3 separate regions of the Anas platyrhynchos genome follow, and all the other regions are linked to region 3. A link is a contact called in public Hi-C data. All regions are on one chromosome and are shown on one strand. Each heading gives the region's core, a stretch centred on a gene start, on an enhancer-like site or on the middle of the called end of the contact. The rest is flanking DNA. Distances are from core to core; before and after follow the strand shown. Region 1 has its middle 100 kb from the start of TMEM63B. Region 2 has its middle 68 kb from the start of TMEM63B. Region 3 holds the start of VEGFA (vascular endothelial growth factor A).

Region 1 (4,035 bases), core at 703-3,202, 210 kb after region 3:
GGCACGCACTGCACCTGCTGATAAGGCCGGACTCCCCGCCGATACACACCGTGCCTCTCCCTCTGTCTGACTTGGAGTGGTCTGCAGCTCTCATCACCATCGCGTGTCAACACCTGCGCCTTCCGGCTCCTTCCCCTCACCTCACCCCTTGTATGCCTTGGATGAGAGCTGCTCAGCACAGGGGTTGTCCAGGACCCTGAGGCCCTAGGTCCTGTGATGGACCCCAAGGCCCTGTGATGGACCCCAATGCCCTGCAACACCTGGCAGATTTGGGAACTGAACCGTGAAGCATATCACAAAAGTGCACGGTGCTGCTTGCAGCTGCTTTCCGACATGGCTTCGCTTGCAGAAGTCATAATCTAACCCGTGTGTTGGGCAGAGGGAGATAACGGGTGTCCTTCCTCGCACTGGTGCAGGCCTGGAAGTGACAGACAGCCCTTCTAATTAGGGGGCTACGGGGATGACGCTTCAACGGAGAACAAGTTTTATTTATGAGCAAGATTAGGAGGCATTAATTGCTTTCTCTCCTGGTTTCTGCTCAGAAAGGTACAGTAATCACAGGAACATTTTTGACATTGTTGACATAGCTTCCCAGCCCTCCTGCTGAGAAACAGGGACTCTTGCATACTTCAAAAGGGCTTAAAGGCTCGGGTTGTGCCACCACAGTAGTAGTGCCGATCTAGGACTGGGGTGGGGGGAATTTGCATTAGAAGGATTAAATACCAGGGCTATTGTGGAATTTTAAACTGATGTTTTCCGGCTGACCACAGGCCCAGAGCTTGTGTGTGGCATGTTTGAGCCTCAAAAGTGCTCTTGATCCTCTGATCTTTTATTTCATAACATTTCTCCCTTCTGCCCCCCGCCCTCCCTACAAATGTATTTTGCTTTTCTTTTGGCTGCTGAGCAGGCACACATTAGCAAAAGGAATATGTTGGACGGACAGACTGAGAGCTGTCTGAGGCTCAGAAAAGCTTTCTTTGCATGAATTGGAAACAGTAAGTGTCTGGATTACTCTTGCAGTGCTAGGACCCAGAATAACTACTGATGTAAAACACGCTCCATCCTGACCCAAGTGCCCTCTGGTACTTAGCCACAGTGCTGCACAACCACCATGAGATGTTCTTACATCAGATCGCCTTCTGAGATGTGCCTATTGCTTGTGTCTCGTGTAAAAGAGATTATATGCCTAGCTTCGATAGTACAATGCTAAATGAGATGTTTCTTGCAGCTACATCAACATAATGGGGTTCCAGATGAGAAAATACATTCCCCAGGCATCAGTCCCTGATGTTTCTGGTGCTCTTCAAGTACCTTGTTCTGTGAGAGGAGGTTGATCCTGTGAGGATGCTCAGTCTCACTCAACTGGATCAGTTGTGTCCCTGTGCCAACCCGACACCCAGCTGTCATTAGACATGAGCTCGGGCTGCACACGGATGCCTTGCTGTGGCTTCTTATTTGGTCCTGCAGCGGGCGCTGGGTTGGCTCTCAGAGTAGCCAAACCCCTGCATAGCACCAGTAAGTAAAACATGGTTCTTGGCAGGGAAGGATGTCTGGGCTTGGGTGTTTTGTTGTTATTTTGTTTTGTTGGTGTGTTGTGTTTTTTTTTGTTCTGCACAGAGGTGAACACCCAGCCTTCCAACATTAGCCTTGCCACGTGCAGCATCCTGAAGTCATACATGACTTGCCTTGGCTTGTCCTTGAGGCAGACACTGGGAGCTGGAAAGGGCCAGTCTTGGCCCTGAGCCTGCAGGGCTGTGGTTCAGTGTCTGCGCAGGATCCAGGAGGCAGGCAGGCACTGTCCAACTGGGAGCACTGGGGGTCCTGCTGCTGCCCCAGACCACATCCAGCAATTCTCCCTCTGCAAAGGGGCCGTGACACCTCCCTGAGGGCAGGGGCCTGCAGCCTGCTCCCGGCTCTCCCTTAAGTCTGGCTGCCTCCCTAGGGCACAGCCCTGTGGTTTGCAGGACACAGACACCCTCTGTAAGCAGAACTGATCCCTTTCCCCTGCCTCGCGGCCCTTTATATCCAGCGGCCACAGTCAGTGCCAGCTGAAATTGCTAAGGACCTAATATGCACATATTTCTATTCCTGCTCTTTCTTAAATCACTCTTGCTGGTGTTGCTAGTAGTTATTATAATTCAGCAAGGACTTGGCAACTCATCAAAGCCAGCATTTTCCCTTAGCCTGGTGCAGCAAAGTAATAAAGAACAGCCACTGAAGATCTTGGTCCTGTTACACAGTGATGCAGCAAGGGAAATTCAACATCATCCTTCTAACCGTGACTCAGCTTTACAGCCCATCCCCTGCAGAGCAGCTTCCCCAAAGAGGTGGCTGTAGCACTGCCAGCTAGCCATCTATCTAGCACATCTCACACATCCTCGGATGACTCCTTCGGGGGAAGCTGGAGCGCTGTCAGGGAGGCGGCAGAAGCCAGAGGGTGTGCTCTCGCCTGCATTCGACCAATGCTAGTTAATTACTGATACAGCACGAGAGGTGTATGTGATGCTAGACAAACAGCATGTAAGACAGACTTCTTTCCCCACGGAGCCTTCCATATCGATTATGCAGATGCCAGCAGGCAAGGCGAGATCAGACATGATGGAGGGAGCTGACCATGTCACGGAGGAGGATGGTGATGAAAGGAAAGACAAAAGAAGCAAGCCATTTAGAGGAACTGGAAGGAGATGATTTGTTGAAGGGATGAGAAATGGTTTTCCAGCCATGGGAAAACATAACAGAAAGAGGCAGCAGGGATGTCAGAAGTACCAGAGAGTAATGAGCAGACACAGCAGCTTGGGACTCAAAATCAGCACTGCTCCACCTCTGGCCACTGTATCTTGCTTGTGCAATCAGGCTGAAAAAAGCAGGGAATACTCCAAGAGATGGAGTAGAAGGGGCTGCCATGAGTTAGCCTCTTGCAACATACACTGCTATCCTGGACATGCAGTGTGAAGGAATAAGGGGGAGTTGGGGAGGTATAGGCATGCCAGGATCTGCCCTGAGCTGCCCCTACAGAGCTGTATGGTCCTGTATTCCTGGCACCACTTTGTCTCATAGCAGTGTTGATCAGACCTCTGTGTCATCCCTCAGTACAGAACACAAGACAAGAAAGCACCAGGGACACTGCAAGGGTGGCGTAAAGTCACCTCTACCTCCTCTTTGGAGACACAGGTCGTGGTCCTGCCTACTTGACTGTTAGGCTGCAAACTGTAAGCAGGAGAGCTGCTGACAAAAAGGCATCCTTTAAATCAATAGGCAACCCAATGGCTTTCTGATTCACAGTGCCGTGATTCAATAACCCGCTGGAACAAGGATAAGTCTCCATTTGATGGTGTACTTAGCCGGACGCCTTTTTGGAATCCTGCACTGACCACATCAGACCATGCAATTTCTCTCCTCCTTGCCAGGATGCACTTATACATTGGCTGCTTTAATAGTTGAGGTGGCACTTTTATTTTAAGCACTTCTTTTCATTGGCTTCTGCAACCTTCTGAAACCGTTTGGTGTTGTGTTTTTTTTTTTTTTCCTCCTGGGCTGAAATTTCTCACGCTCGTGCTCAGCTCCGGGTGATGAAAGTTTGACGATAATCTGCTGTTGCCGGTGTCTCAGCTCAGTAAGGTGGTGATTTGGGGCTGGGACAACTGGAACTCCCCGATAACCTGATTGGAGGAGGCACAGAACAAATTGCACCCCCTCATTTACTCTGCACGGTCTAGTTTGAAGATTTCTGGGTGTCTCTTCACCTTTGCCTCAGCTCCGTGGCAGCACCCAGAGTTATGAACACCCTCTGAGCTTCAGTCCACGCTATCTGCTGATCCCACACATGTGAGGTCTTGCTGTAGAGTTTATCCCTGCAGGTCACTTCATTTAAGAGACATTAGCAAAGTGGTTGATACTGTAAATCACAAGCAAAATCAAAGAAACCCTACAGGCTAAACAGGCAAAGTCATTGCAGGGTCATGGTGCTTTTCTTTTTTTTTTTTCCTTTGGCATAGACCTTGCTAACGTATAGCCTCTGATTTTGCAGCGTGCCCA
Region 2 (4,451 bases), core at 484-2,983, 240 kb after region 3:
AGAACGGCAGATGCCATGGAAAGCACCTAATACCATTTGTCATGTTTTCAGGCCTGTAATAATGAATTAGAGCTCTTTGCTTGCATTCAGACCAGGCCTGCCTGGTCCTGCAACTCCTGCCAGCTTCTGAATGGACCGTGACCTAGGAAGCTTCTCAGCAGCTCCAGAACAGGTCCCTGGGAGAAAACACAGACAGCATGCCACTGAGCCATTTCTTATGAGAGCTGGGCAGAGAAACAAAAGGGCTTTTTCTTCCATGGGAAAATGCCAAATCATCAAAACCTAAATTTTTCACACACAGGGGCTCATCAGTTCTGATGACATTTCCAGGAAGAAGTTTCTCTGATGCAGGAGGGAAAGCAGGTGGTTATTTTTATTTTGGAGGAGGGCAGAGAAATGAAGGAGATGGAGAGGGAAAAAAAAAAAAAAAAAAAAAAAAAGCTACAGTCAATCCACTGGCCAGACAATGTGAGAACCAGCTCAAGGTTTGCTCTGCCTGATCCAGAACCAGGGCTGGATCTGTTCAGGAGTACACTCTGAGCAAACACCTGTGTGTGAGAGAATAGCTGGAGGGGAGAAGGGGAAAGGTGTCTACTTTTTGCAAGACGTGTTTGAAAAGGCCCAGGTTCATCTCGTGTCAGACTAGCAGTTATGACACCCTGCAAATGTCTGTACATGAAGACTCATCTCTAGCCAGACATATGGTTTGAATTCGTCTGCACCTCATCTGCATCCTTCCAGCTCACCAATTAGCAGCAGCATCTTTACTGTATGTCAGGATTGTGTCTCTGCAGGGACCGAATGCCCTGGGACATGAAGTGAGTCCTCTCCTCCAGTCAGAACACCACTTCCTTGCCTTCTTGCACAGAAACTTTCCTCTTTATCAGCCACACTCTGCCATGCAAGTGTGGAGCATGCTTTCAGCTGGGAGAACGCTGACTCCCCATGTGCTCTGGTGATTTACCCCAGTAGAGGACCTTGCCCTCTGGAGCACAGCTAGGATGCTCCCCCCCCTCCCCCCCAAGTTGTTCAGCCTTTTGGGGGTCAAGCCCAAAGAAGCTATAAGTTCCCATCCCAATCTGTCAGAAATGTGTCAAGCTGATGCTGCAATACCCACCCAGTACACAAACGCCGCTCTTCAGGGTCATTCTCTCCCCCCAGAAGGTCTGGCCCTGTCCTGCAGACCCTTGCTGCTGGGTGAAACGCATTTTCTTTTGGCACACAGATGCCTTTGTTCAGCTGGCTCTGCTCTTTTACAGGGATCGTCCACAGACCCTGCACCTCACTCCGAGCTCCCTTCCTTCTCGGTGCCCCTGGAAGCATGGCCTTTTCTGGTTCATTTGCACCAAGGCTCAATTCAAAAGGGACCAGATGTGTTGTTTTTTGGTTTTTGTTTTTGTTTTTGTTTTTTTCAGTGGGCCAGGCTTTGGTAAAGCGGAAATCCTCCCCTGGTGTGGCAGGTCTGTTCTCCTACCAGGTAGCCATTTCAGTGGCTGGTAGGGATATTCATTCCTCCTTGCATGTGACTGGGAGCCTTAATTCCTGGGAGGGAAGAGCCCAGCTTGAGTTCCACGCTCCACAGTGTTACAGGCCTTTGAAACTGCATTTTCTAGTCCTTCAGCTTCTCAAAGGCTCCGAGAGGCCAAAATTTAAAGCAGGTCTGTGCTCTAGTGAGTAACTGATGTAATTACGCTCACTTGTTACAAGGGGAAGCTTTCACAAGAGGGGGAGGCGGTGGCCCCTCGCCAGGAGGTGTGTCCTCGATGACAAGCCGCGGAGCCAATCGCAGGCCCGAAAGATCATCACATTCATACCAAAAAGAAAAGAAACTGCCCTAGGGTATTTATATTGAGGAAGGAAAAAAAAAAAAAAAGAGTTGGCAAAGAAAGAGAAAAAGAGACTGAGAACCTGCAACTTTGTTAACTAACTCTGCAGCTGAATTCAAAAAAGCCAGGCTGGTCCCCCTGCAAATCTTGCTTCCCATCCCCTTCCCTCCCTCGAAGCATCTCTGGAAACCTCTCTGTAAGCTGGAGTGAAAAGTTCAGCTGCCTGCAGTGGTCCTGCTCTCCTCCTGGCCGGCCACCTGGTAAACCCAGGGGGCTGCCTGCCCCTCGGGAGGGCAGGGTGGGCAGTGCTCCTCCATCGGAGGTCTCTGGCACCCATGGGGCAGGCAGGAGCCCCGCGGGTTAATGATTTACCTTCACAGCCCCGAGCACAGCGCCGTGGGCTCCCGGCTCCCTGTATCTACGTTAAACAGCTGGGGAAAGAGACGGCGAGTTTAGCTTTAACCAAGGGGTAAACGGTCAGCATTTACAAATGCTGAACCACCAAAAACCAGCCAGTCACAGGTTATTTATTCCACTTACACAAGAGGACCGTGCGGTCCAAAGGATGAGGGGCCTGGATGGGTGCAGAAAGCCTGCTTTCTGCCACCGGCCTGCTGGATGAAGCCGGGGGGGAAAGCGCTTCCTCTCCCCGTGCTGCCTCCCTTCCCTGCCCTTTTTGGTGCCGTTTCTGTGTGGACGGCGTGTTCCCCGGAGTACAGGCTGTCTCCGACCGCGCTTGTGCGGAGCCGCTCACAATGGAGCTGTAACCTAACCTCGGTGTGAACGTACTGCCATTAATAATAATAAAAATGCCCATCACTGTAGGGCAGCCGTGAACAGCCGGCCCAAACGCTTCCCTTGCAGGCAGGCTGCCGGGGAACAACCAACTCATGGGGCAGGGTGTTCAGGCAAGCCTCCCCACCGTGGCCACCAGGTCCAGCTCCTGATGGCCACGTGTGGCGGGGCTGACGGCCGAGGAAGACACGAAGCCGGAGCCACCCGCCCCAGCCTGCAGCAGGCGGTGGAGATGGCGGGGCGCCATGCCAAGGTGCCTCAAGCCCCTTCATGGGGTCACCATGCCCGCAGGCATCGCTGGGGGGCCGGGCCGGGCCGAGGAGCGGGGCTGCCCTGCCACCTGCCGGCAGAGCCCGGCCATGGCCGGGGAGCCCCCCGGGGAGCCCCCAGGAGAGGGGTGGTGAGGCCGAGGTGCTGCCCATGCTGGGCCCAAAGGGCCCACCATGCCCGTCCATCTTCCCCCTACACCGTGGCACTTTCCCAAGGGAATGGCAGCGGGACCGAGCCCCGGTGCTGGTGCAGAGAGCGGCCTGGCAGAGCCCGTGCCACGCCGCAGAGCTCACGGGGAAGGCTTGGTGTGTTTTTTTTTTATCGCTGCAATTGTTGGTAGTGCTGTGCTTTCAGCACTGCGCCTTTGTTCCCTCTCCTCCCCACCTACCACACAATCGTCCGACTGTGCGGCAGCACTCGCGGCTCTGGCCGCCCAGCCCCTCCCCTTGCAAAAAACACGAGACCCGAAGAAAACTCCTCTGCCACATCCGAGGAGAGGTGGGGAGGAGGCCCGTTCCCATGCGGTTCTGGCCTTTCAGCCGTATTTCGCTGCAGGGCTGCAGTATCTCCCTGGCTCCCACCCAGACAACTGGTTTCTGTTGCCAGCCGGCCGTTCTCTGGTGGCCACACTGTGTGGTCGCCTTGGCGTGGGCCACAAGGCTTCCCCCGAACGCAGAGGGGCTTTTGGGGTGGGAATGGGGGAGAGCAGCGGGGTCGTGGCCAGGTGGTGGCTTTGGGTCCATGCAGAGGCCTGGGGGGCTTGTTGCAGTGCCCTGTTTGAGGGTGGGGATGCCCCCCTGGGAAGATGTGGGCCCTATCCAGAGATGCCCATCTAATAGCAGCTCCAGAGACAGCCCACCTTGCAGGGACGCCGTGCCAGCCCTCAGGCTTGCTGTCTGAGCCACCTGCCCTTTGCCAAAAGTGGTTCTCTGCCCGTCACCCCCTGATGACTGCTGTGCAGACCTTTCTCCCCCTTCCTACTCTACTTTCAAGCCGCCTCCCTTCGGCATCGCTCCCCCTTCTCCTCACCCTGACACTATAGCTCACTCCCCTTCTCACTAAAGACCACCCATTGCCATGGTAACATTGCCTCTTACAAAGTTGTCAAGCAGACACAAAGATATGTTTCTCCCCTGCTTTACACCCCCCCTCTCCCAGCCATCCCAGTTAATAGGCCAGGACTTTGCTTGTAGGGAGGAGGTGGAGGGCTCTTTCATTTCATTTTCATTGTGGAGGGAGAGGTTATTCCAACCCCCGTGACTGCTGAAGTCCACCGTGGAGAAAAGAGCTCTCGTTCATGGACCACCTGAAAGCCCTTGAAGGCATGGGTGCCACATGCTGATACTACTGGTGCAGACACTGGTAATACTGGACAGGGGAACGGTGTCTACAGATTAGAGGGGCCAAGCCCATGGAAGATTTAAATATGGGAATTAAGACCAGCATGTGATCCACTATGAACAGAAAAAAAAGCTCTGCTGTGATTCTGCTCTGCTGCTACCTCCCCATGCAGCTCTGGTTGTCTTCTCAAAATGACTTCTTCAGCTCATGGAGATGTGG
Region 3 (4,153 bases), core at 1,572-4,071:
GTTCCAATTTCAAAGTGGGCCTGAGCTCCTCTACTAACACTGCTCTGGCTGTTATTTCGGGGACCTGAGAGAGGGGAGAAAAATAAACGATGTGCAGGGAATGTGATTCTTGGGTTTTCCCCTGTTCAGCCACAGGTTCCTTGAGGCGAGCCGGTGAAGAGTTACTGACATTCCTCCCTTTTCAGGTCAAATAGAGGGATGAGATGCAGGCTGTTACTAGCACGGGGCAAGGTATTAAAAAATGGATGCCTAAATTTAGGCTCCTAAATTTGTATTTTGAGCCCCTAAATACGGGCTTGATCCCGTGCCCTTTGAAGTCGGTGCCAAAGCTGCCCCTGAATTCAGTCTGGAAGACGAAGTCCTAAATTATGGTCAGGTTCTTCCAAGTTCTCCGCGCCTCACGGCTCCAAAGCAGTCGTCACTCAGCCTCTGTGCAGATCACGCGTCCTACTCGCTGCAGTGCCTAAACATGGAGCTCGTGCTTTCAGGCGTTCCATATTTAAAATCCTGCCCCCTGACTCCTTCTTCCTTTCTTTCTCGGGAGCCGTGGACGTGAGGAAGACACCAAGGCTAATGAAGCGGCGTAGCCACGACACGCATCGATCTGCTTTTTTTGGTGAGCGGTACGTAGCGCGAGCAGCGCGGATCCTGTAGCAATGTCAGCATCTCCCGTCCCCGTATTTATTACGGTGTAACTCTAACACGGGAGGCACATGAGTGTCCCCACTTGTGCCAGAATTCGTGCAAGTACATGACCGCTTGCACAAACTTCACACGCGCCGCGCTCCTGGTAGCAGGATGTTGGCAGGTGGGAAGATCACAGGATCCAGACGAAACGTAAGACGAGCTGAGCAATCCTGTAGCGGTAATTTTAGAAGCTGGGTTCTGTACATTATTTACAGTACATTGTAGCTCGGTGGGGGTAAGGCTCCCCCTCTCCACTGGCAGGTTTAATCTTTTCTGTTGGGTTTCTCTGGGGGACTTTCCAAAGCGCACCGGCCTCGGGGATTTCATCCTTCCAGAGGAGTGTGAAAACTGCAAGGTATTTGCAGCAGAGCTACGTTCATTCATAAAATGTTCACCTAGCGGGAAGGGAAAAAGGCCCCTAGGGAAAAAAAAAAAGGCCCCTTCTACCAAATACGGGAAAAAAAAGTGAATTATCTGCTCTCTGCTGGTCTTAAGAGCAGAGGCCTGGAGTGAGGAGGGAGCTGCTCGCCGTGAGCTGTGACAGTTCGAAGCAGCTCCTACCTCCAGGACCTCCAGCCTGGCTTTGCTGTCAGTCGGTGAAACATCCCCTCGCTTGCCCCAGGGGGAAGCCTCCTTATCTCCGGGAGGACGTTTTTGGCAGTTGCGTTCAGAATACGGGAAACTCCAGATATTTTGGATGGATATTTGTTTCTTCAGAAACTCTTTGGAACAATTAGTTAAAAAGAAAAAAAAAAAGAGAGAGAGAGCAAAAGAAAAAAAAAAAAGGATTCTTTTGCAATGTTTGAACAACACCCACCATTCCTCTGAAGAAACGTGATCCCTGAGGGGACAGGGATTATATCCTTCCCCAGGGTTTTGGCTGGGCTGGGTTTCTCCCCTCGCCCAGGGGTGCAGGATGCGGCCCTGCAGCCGAGGGGCTGGGTGGGAGCTGGGGTGGCTCCTCGCTCGGATGGAGCTGCCAGCCTCCTGCCAGCCTTCCTCAGGATCTGCGGGACCCCGGCGACTTCTCCCAGTATCTCACGAAGGGGTGACACAAACCGGTTGAAAACAAAGGGAAGAATGGGTCTAAGATGTGCCGAGAGCAGAGATTTTTATTCGGTTTTATTTTTATGTTTCGTGTGTTCCCCTCAGCCAGCAGGTGCCTCTATAGAGCCAACGCTTTGCCTGTATCAGTGGGAGTCTGTGGCACAGTGCTGGAATACCTGCTTTCTAATGATGATATGGCCTTTTCTTTCTTTGGTGTCTTCTTCCCCTTCCCCTTCCTCCAGCCTGTGGCAAGCCCCAGGAAGCTGCCGGCCTGGGCTTCCACCCCATCCACCACCAAAGGTCCTTGGGGGATGGCAGCAGGAGGGAGACTGATACATGTCGACACGCGCGTGTTGCTGCTATATCCCATATGAGGAAATTTCGTGGGTGACACGAGTGAAGGAGCTTGGTTGGGGAATGCCTGTGGTAACCCCAGGGAGACAGAGACACCTTTTTGCCCTGCAAATACCTTCCCAGAAAGCGGGATGGGGTCTGCCTGGCAAGATCTCCAGTATAATGCCCTTCCTCAGACGAAGGCTGGTGTGGGCAGGCCCTGCGACCTAGGGGGGCTGGAGCTGGATAAAGAGAAATCAAACCCAACCGAGGATGCGCCCCCTCCCCTTTGACACCTAGGTGCCAAGAAATCACTGCAGCTGCAAAGCAAAGGGCTTGGGGGGCCGGGCGGCGGCCGGGATGGCAATTTGTCCCCTGCTGCCCCCTCCCCCCAAAGGGCTCGGCTGGACTTTGGAGCGATTCCCACGGGCGGACGGCAGAAGGTGAATTTTGACCCGAACTCACGCATCGCTCGGCGGGGCAGCAAGCGCACCCGTGGGGCTGGGGTGGGGTGGGTGCCTGGGTGGGTGGGAAAAAGCTGGGAGCGCATCGTGGGAACCACGCCTGGGGGTCGGGGTGTGGGGCACGATCCCGAGTGGGGCGAGCTGGAGAGGAGGAGAGAGAGGGAAGGGGGGGGGGCGCGCCGCGCACCCCCTTTTACCCCCGTGGCCTTTTAGCCCAGAGCCGCAAGGACGCGAGGGGAGGAGAAGGAGGGAGGGGAATCGGCGGAGAGGGTGGGACTTCGGCGGAGCGTCTCTCCCCGCGGCCGCGCCGAGCAGTTGCAGAGCGCCGGCGAGCGGGCGGTGGAGCGGGCGCTGCGCTGCGCTGCGCGGAGCCGCCGCTGGAGTGCGCGGAGCCGCCGCTGCCGCCGAGCCGGCGGGGGACAGCGCGCCGCGGGAGCACCGAAGCCCTCCCCGGCCACCGGGACCTGCGCTTGGCTCGCCGCCTTGCTTTATCCTCCCGTTTAATTGATTTTTTTTTTTTCCCCTAGACTTTGGATTTTTATTTTTTTTTTTTTCTCCCTTTCCTTCAAAGCCCCCTCCCTCCCCCCTTTTTTCCCCCTCTTCTCCGCCCCGGTTGCCTCCCTCTCCAGCCAGTTTGGATTTTTTTTTTTTCTTTTTTTTTTTTTTCCACCCCCTTCTGATTTTTTAAAGCGGTGGACGGCCGAGCGGCGGCGGGCTCAGCCCCTTCCATCCATCCCCCCCGGCGGGGGGAGGCAGCAGCAGCAGCAGCAGCCGCCGCCGCGAAGAAGAAGAAGAAGAGGCGAGGTGGGGGGGGGTGGGAGTGCGCGCAGGAAAAGAGATGCATTGAAACTTTTCCCCGCAAACTTCGGCGTGAGTGAGTGCGCGAAGCCCAGAGCGAGCGCGGCGCGGGTGCCTCTCCTCGCCCCGGTGGCCGCTGTGGAGCTCGGATTGCCCGGCGGCGGGGGCCGGGCGGCGGCGGCGGGGCGGCCGCGGAGCCAGCGCTCGGCCCTGCGGAGCGCCCACCGGCAGCAGCAGCAGCAGCAGCGGGGGCCGCCGTATGGAGGGGTGAAGGCGGACACCCCGAAGAGGAACCCCTTTGCCCCCGGAGAGCCTCGCAGCGCCCGGCCGGCGGCACCCCAGGAGGGCACGGAGGAGGCGAGAGCGCGGCGGGGCGGCGGGGCGGCGGCGGAGGCGAGGCGGAGCGCGGCGGGCCCCGTTCCTCCGCGGCGTGCGCCGGCAACCATGAACTTTCTGCTCACTTGGATCCACTGGGGGCTGGCGGCGCTGCTCTATCTGCAGAGCGCGGAGGTGAGCAGAGCGGGACGGGGCTTTTGTGCCCCCCGAGCGCGGCGGGGAACGGGCTGGCGCCGGGAGGGGGCGGGAAAAAAAAAATTTAAAAAAATATATATTTTATTATTTTTTTACAATTTCCCCTTCCCTCGGCTCCCACCTGCTCGCCCGGCGTGTGTGCAGCTTGGGGAAGGCAGGGGGCGAGGCGCGGAGGGGCCGCGCACATGTGCGCGCATTGCACGCCCCCGCCGTGGGGCTCCGCGGGGCCGGGGCGCTGCGCGGCGCTGCGCGGGGCAGGGGAGGGAAGGGGAAAGGAAGGGAAAAAGGAGGGG

Evidence for each region. Hi-C and Micro-C count contacts between places; a contact is called where the count stands out from the background.
Region 1: a contact with region 3 is called in a Hi-C map of skeletal muscle, with 2.2 times the contacts expected there. The contact joins the enhancer-like site here to the promoter of VEGFA in region 3. A contact is called at or near these places in 2 of 8 Hi-C or Micro-C datasets (both in skeletal muscle).
Region 2: a contact with region 3 is called in a Hi-C map of subcutaneous adipose tissue, with 1.6 times the contacts expected there. The contact joins the enhancer-like site here to the promoter of VEGFA in region 3. A contact is called at or near these places in 5 of 8 Hi-C or Micro-C datasets (F1 follicle, liver, skeletal muscle and 1 more).

Annotation. Positions count from the first base shown.
Region 1 is chr3:35,257,714-35,261,748 of IASCAAS_PekinDuck_T2T, forward strand. No RefSeq gene overlaps it. Among named protein-coding and RNA genes, the nearest start is that of TMEM63B, 100 kb to the right of the region's middle. Within about 2 kb of position 1,953, at least 5 of the 8 cell types and tissues checked have an H3K27ac peak or open chromatin away from gene starts, as enhancers often do.
Region 2 is chr3:35,291,133-35,295,583 of IASCAAS_PekinDuck_T2T, forward strand. No RefSeq gene overlaps it. Among named protein-coding and RNA genes, the nearest start is that of TMEM63B, 68 kb to the right of the region's middle. Within about 2 kb of position 1,734, at least 6 of the 8 cell types and tissues checked have an H3K27ac peak or open chromatin away from gene starts, as enhancers often do. A contact at or near this core is called in F1 follicle, where this site is marked.
Region 3 is chr3:35,045,054-35,049,206 of IASCAAS_PekinDuck_T2T, forward strand. It overlaps VEGFA (vascular endothelial growth factor A), which reads left to right and starts at 2,822. Exons shown (of 9, transcript XM_027453982.3): 1 at 2,822-3,839. The coding sequence starts at 3,774.